Regions from separate parts of the Mus musculus genome. Here region 1 is linked to region 2. A link is a contact called in public Hi-C data. All regions are on one chromosome and are shown on one strand. Each heading gives the region's core, a stretch centred on a gene start, on an enhancer-like site or on the middle of the called end of the contact. The rest is flanking DNA. Distances are from core to core; before and after follow the strand shown.

Region 1 (3,086 bases), core at 161-2,660, 200 kb before region 2:
CTTCCAGCTGATAGTGTGAATAGTGTATTTTCAGAGAAAATCAACTTCAACCCCAACACCCTCTACAACCGAGAGCCTCTCCCAAAGGGGCTCCCACCATCTGTTCACACCACAGTCACACCTCCAAGACCTAGAGTATAGGTTAGTCAATGTGCCGTTAGGTACATTGTCTTCCAAGGTGGACCCACAGTGACTGCATCCCTGGTGGTGTTCATGAACTAAGAGTAATGAGTCTTTCCTTACCACATTCTACGTGTGGCTTCTTGGGAACTAGATAACATAGAAGCTGCTGAATCTATTTCTCACTTTGTCCTACAATCTGTTTCAAGTCTGCTAGTGTGCTCAAGCAGTGATCTTTCTCTCTTCAAAAGAAAAAAAAACCTTCAGAACTAAATTCCTAGGGTTCAAATATACCTCCAGGACTCAGAGAGCATGTGAGAGCATGGGCCTTGCAGGACCGTGTGACACTGCTGGAATATTCCAGTACATTCCTCCAACATCCCTTAGACATTCACTCCCTAGGATGTCTGTGTGACTCTAGAAGGTTGAGAGCCTACCATTCACTCAGTCAATACCTTGAACACCATTCTCCGGGTCCTTAAGCAGCTTCCAGGCTTCGGAAGACATTCTCTCAGATCCTCTCAGTCTTGGTTTGGGGGATGAGAAGCAATAACTCCTCCCCAAGAGCACTAACTACTCATTCAGTGATGACTCCCCTTCCTTCCTCGGCCCCTCTTCTGAAAGAGGCTGGAGAGTGGTAATGGCATAGCACATACACTTCTCTTCCTCCCCTCAGAATTCATGGGGAAGGGTTGCTGGCCTTGCAAACTGGAGAACAATATGTAATATGCAATATGATATATTTAGGGCCTTTCTTCTTCAGCTTTGTATCTTGTATACCATCATAGCACAGGAGGAAGACTGGTTTTGCAACTATTTTAAATGACTTTTACTGTGATGATGTAGATGTCTGTGTAGAATAACACACAGAGAGATACACATGTTTTCTAAGTATGTGGCTCCCTGCATATATTGGAAACTCTTTAAAGGAATACATCTTCCTTCTTTTCTCTCTCCATTTCTCAGCACAGTATGGAGCATTTTGTGGGCGTGTGACCAATGTCTGCTATACTCTTTCCTAATCCCCAACAAAGCTGAAGGAAAACCCCAGCATCATGAGATGCCAAGCTCCTCATTTTTCAAAAGAAATCCAGGCCCAGAAAGATGAGGTCATTTATCCAAGGGCACACAGCTAGCTGGGATTCCATTTCTCATACAAATTCATACACTTAATGGTGCTGCAGAAGCAGAAGTAAGCCAAGCATATTTGATGACTGGCCTTTGGAGAGTCGAGAGTGGGTAATGGAAAACACTCTACAAATTCCAAAAGTTAATTTTTGCAGATGAAGCACATTTCTCATTCCCCAATCTGGTAGAGTTTGCCAGTGTGTGCCGTGACTAATGTTGGCTCAGCCCAGACTTCCTGTTTTCAGGGCAGCATGACAGATTTGTTGGTATAATTTGGCTTTAATTCATTTCAGGCCAATCCTGGAAACGCGAGGCTATGTCATGTCTCATTGCAACATTAACTCCATTTTTCTACCTTCACTCCCTCTATTAATAAGCAGAGGCCACTCAATGGGGCAATCTTAACAGCCTGCTGCAGGTGACAGCCAGAAATATAAATAACTTCTCACTTAGTCTTTTACTCCTTTCCAGGAAAGCTGATAGGTTCGCTCTCCTATCTCTCCAAGTGGACCCAAGGCTGATGAACTCATTCAAGGCAGTTCACATGTTTCTTGGTGAGATGGATTTCCAGGACAGACTGATAGAGAAAAGGGTTACTCTTGTGGCAATACCTGATGACCTTACAGTGATTCCAGGTTAATAAAATATTTCCCCTGGGCCCTGGAACATCCTCCTTCAACTCAATCTACTGAGAGCACAGGGTGGATGGAATCTTTTCTCCTGCTTTTCCTAAAGTTCACCTATTCCAAATTCTAGACTGAGGATGGAAGAAGGAGAGGTGGGAAGCAGAAGTGTGCAGGTGTCCAAGTTCTCTACAGGAAGGTGGCTCCACACCAATGTGATGGAGAGTGACCTTCAGAAAGACGCCTAGGGAGGAAACATAAGGTGAGTGGATGTTATATTTCATGGCGTGGATACTATATGTATTGTCGAGCTCAAGTATTGAAAACATGTCTGATGTTAAAAACTATATCTGGCCCAAAGTTGTTCTCAGTGGAGAACTAGAAGCCACAGCTCTTCATTCTCTGACCAGCTTCATATCTACCAATTACCACAGCATATCTAGAGCTTAGGCTGGCCAGATCCTTATAGCAGATCCCAGTGAATGACATGGCAGAGGCTTGAGAGGAAGGGAAGGGTATCTCCTGAGGAATGAGTGGCCATTGGAAGAACATCTGTTCATCAGAAGAAGAAGAAAATAAAGTTCCATGCTCTTCTTAACTTAAATTTTAAGACCCACTCATTGGCATATCGCCTATTCTGGTATTCCATATGACTTCTGTGTATTTTATGGAATGCTTAGTGAATCCCTTGGTCATAATGCCAAAATATATTCTCCAAAGACCTTTAAACTGTGTGCTCTGTACCTGAGAATTATATACAGTACTGTCTTCTGTCTTCCCAAAACCATACCACATGGAGTAGAGGCAGAATTTGGGCTAGGTGAGTTGCAGTGTAGGAATTTGAATGTATATATCCCAACTGACTCATTCCTTCTCCTGTTTTGAGGAGTCATGGGCCTGGGAATTAGAAGTAAGAAAAGAGCTAGGGAGATGGCTCAGCGGTTAAGAGCACTGACTGCTCTTCCAGAGGTCCTGAGTTTGATACGGAGCAACCACATGGTGGCTCACAACCATCTGTAATGGGAATGTGATGCCCTCTTCTGGTGTGTCTGAAGACAGCAACAGTGTACTCACATACATGAAATAATAAATGAATCTTTAAAAATTATTAGAAGTAAGAATAAGAATGATGGAGAAGCTTATGTGTTTCCCTTGACTGATTGAAGTTTTCTATTATAAAAGAAAGAAAAAGCAACACCTGCAATGTCCCAAGAT
Region 2 (2,780 bases), core at 34-2,533:
GCCACTACCACCCGACTTTTTTTTTTAATTTTATTTTATTTTTATTAGGTATTTTCCTCGTTTACATTTTCAATGCTATCCCAAAAGTCCGCCATACCCACCCCCCCAAATCCACTACCCACCCACTCCCCCGTTTTGGCCCTGGGGTTCCCCTGTACTGGGGCATATACAGTTTGCAAGTCCAATGGGCCTCTCTTTGCAGTGATGGCCGACTAGGCCATCTTTTGATACATATGCAGCTAGAGTCAAGAGTTCCGGGGTATTGGTTAGTTCATAATGTTGTTCCACCTATAGGGTTGCAGTTCCCTTTAGCTCCTTGGGTAATTTCTCTAGCTCCTCCATTGGGGGCCCTGTGAGCCATCCAATAGCTGACTGTGAGCATCCACTTCTGTGTTTGCTAGGCCCCGGCATAGTCTCACAAGAGACAGCTATATCTGGGTCCTTTCAGCAAAATCTTGCTAGTGTATGCAATGGTGTCAGCGTTTGGGAGCTGATTATGGGATGGATCCCTGCATATGGCAATCACTAGATGGTCTATCCTTTCGTCACAGCTCCAAATTTTGTCTCTGTAGCTCCTTCAATGGGTGTTTTGTTCCCATTTCTAAGAAGGGGCAAAGTGTCCACACTTTGGTCTTCGTTCTTCTTGAATTTCATGTGTTTAGCAAATTGTATCTTATATCTTGGGTATCCTAAGTTTCTGGGCTAATATCCACTTATCAGTGAGTACATATTGTGCGAGTTCCTTTGTGTTTGGGTTACCTCACTCAGGATGATGCCCTCCAGGTCCATCCATTTGCCTAGGAATTTCATAAATTCATTTTTTAATAGCTGAGTAGTATTCCATTGTGTACATGTACCACATTTTCTGTATCCATTCCTCTGTTGAGGGGCATCTGGGTTCTTTCCAGCATCTGGCTATTATAAATAAGGCTGCTATGAACATAGTGGAGCATGTGTCCTTCTTACCGGTCACCGCCCGACTTATATTAACATCTTATCAATGCTGTAAAGTTACCACCACGGTCTTGATAGATTAACCAATACACATGGGTTGTTTTACAGCTACGAGAGTCTTGTGTCTGACCGATCTCACTGGACCTGTTTCTAGCAGGGGCCCATGGGGGCTGCATGTGTAACCCTCTGGGGGCCAGCATAATTGTAAGGTAGCTACCAGCCTTGTTCCAGATGCGTCTGTCTCTTTGGGCTCCCCAGTAGCAGTTTACTCGTGAGCTGTGCTGCCGTGGCACCTCCCAGCTGGGATTAGTTACAGGGGTGAAGAGCTGGGCAAACATTCCTCCCCTTCCCCAGGGACTTCTAAGTCTCCGACGAGGGCAGTTTCAAGGGTTTGAGTCAATACTGAAAAGGGGGAGGCTGGAGACAAGAGAAGGACCTGATGACTAGATAGACTGGAATCAGAGGGTTCCAGAGGGCTGCGGCTCGGTCAGCTGAAGACTCAGGCTGCTGCATCTAACACAGTCGTGTGAGGCCCAAACATTCAACTGCCCAACGAGAGGGCAGAGGAAACTGGATATTGAGCCTGTTTTTGTAGGTAGGAGCCAGATCATTTATGACAGGTGTCACATATCTGGGTTTGGAGGATGGGGCCGTGTGATAATTATGCTGCGGGCTCCTCTGGTCCCATGTGAACCAGACAGGGAGTTGTAATCATTAGAAAAGACCCGGTGCTCCTCAATCCACGGCTACCTCAGATGTACAACCAAGTAAGAGGGGCCTGCTGGTTCTTAAACACCGGGGCAGTTGCTCTGTAGTAACTCTTTCCCCTTACACCTAATAATCCCCCCACCCCACGCATGCACGTATGCATGCACGCATGTGCGCGTCAGGAGACCGGATATGAACTGAAGGCCAAGCTTGGCACTACGAGTTGTTGAATGTAAAGACTCTAGAACAGTGGTCAGTGGTTCTCAACCTCCCCGATACTGTTCCTTATGTTGTGGTGACCCCAACTATATAATTATTTCCATTGCTCCTTTATAACTGTAATTTTGCTAGTGTTATGAAGAGTGATGTAAACACCCCTGTTTTCCGACGGTCTAGGGTGAACCCCTGTGAAAAGGTCACTTGACACCAAAGTGTTGAGAAACATGGCTCTAGAGCCAGAGAACCCAGGCTTAAATTATAGTTTTTTTTTCTCCATTTTTCTATTTGCATGACCTTGGGCACACTAGTTAGCCTCTGTTTTCCTATGACTAAGCAATGGCACCTACATTATGTCACAACACAAGGGTTAGTATCTCTAAACACAGATATATGCTTCCCTGTCTTTAAGAATATAGTGGTTACTTTTTTTTAAAAAAATTATTTATGGTTATATGTGGGTCTGTGTATGTTCACATGCTGGAGAAGGTCAGAGTGAGGTCAGATCCCTTGGCTAGCCTTACATATATAATTGTCAATTACCTGCTGTGGGTGGTGGGAATCAAACTCATGTCATGTGCTGGAACAATATACATCCTTAACTGCTGAGCCGTCTCTCCAGCCCCGTGTTGGTTAGTTTTTAACTGCCTATTCGACACAACCTACAATTTTCTCAGAAGAGCGTCTTAATGAGGAATTATATGATAATTAGCCAAATTACTTTGAGAAAGAAACATCAGATAACGAACTCTCAAAAGAGTTTTGGTACAAGCTGAAGTTAAGTTCCTAATGAGGAATTATTTAGACCAGATTGGCCTGTGGACAAGTTGGGGGTTGGGGGTGGTGAGTGGGTCATTGACAGGGAGACCCAGTCCATTATGAGAGGCACCATTCCCTATGTT

What was found. A called contact is a pair of places that touch in the nucleus more often than the background predicts.
Region 1: a contact with region 2 is called in a Hi-C map of the C2C12 cell line, with 6 times the contacts expected there. The contact joins two enhancer-like sites. A contact is called at or near these places in 3 of 39 promoter capture datasets (the 3T3-L1 cell line and 3T3-L1-derived adipocytes) and 5 of 484 Hi-C or Micro-C datasets (the Ba/F3 cell line, the C2C12 cell line, the HPC-7 cell line and 2 more).

What each region holds. Positions count from the first base shown.
Region 1 is chr8:31,299,760-31,302,845 of GRCm38.p6, reverse strand. No RefSeq gene overlaps it. Among named protein-coding and RNA genes, the nearest start is that of 7420700N18Rik, 66 kb to the left of the region's middle. Within about 2 kb of position 1,410, at least 35 of the 459 cell types and tissues checked have an H3K27ac peak or open chromatin away from gene starts, as enhancers often do. A contact at or near this core is called in the C2C12 cell line, where this site is marked.
Region 2 is chr8:31,099,989-31,102,768 of GRCm38.p6, reverse strand. No RefSeq gene overlaps it. Among named protein-coding and RNA genes, the nearest start is that of Gm40484, 5.2 kb to the left of the region's middle. Within about 2 kb of position 1,283, at least 12 of the 459 cell types and tissues checked have an H3K27ac peak or open chromatin away from gene starts, as enhancers often do. A contact at or near this core is called in the C2C12 cell line, where this site is marked.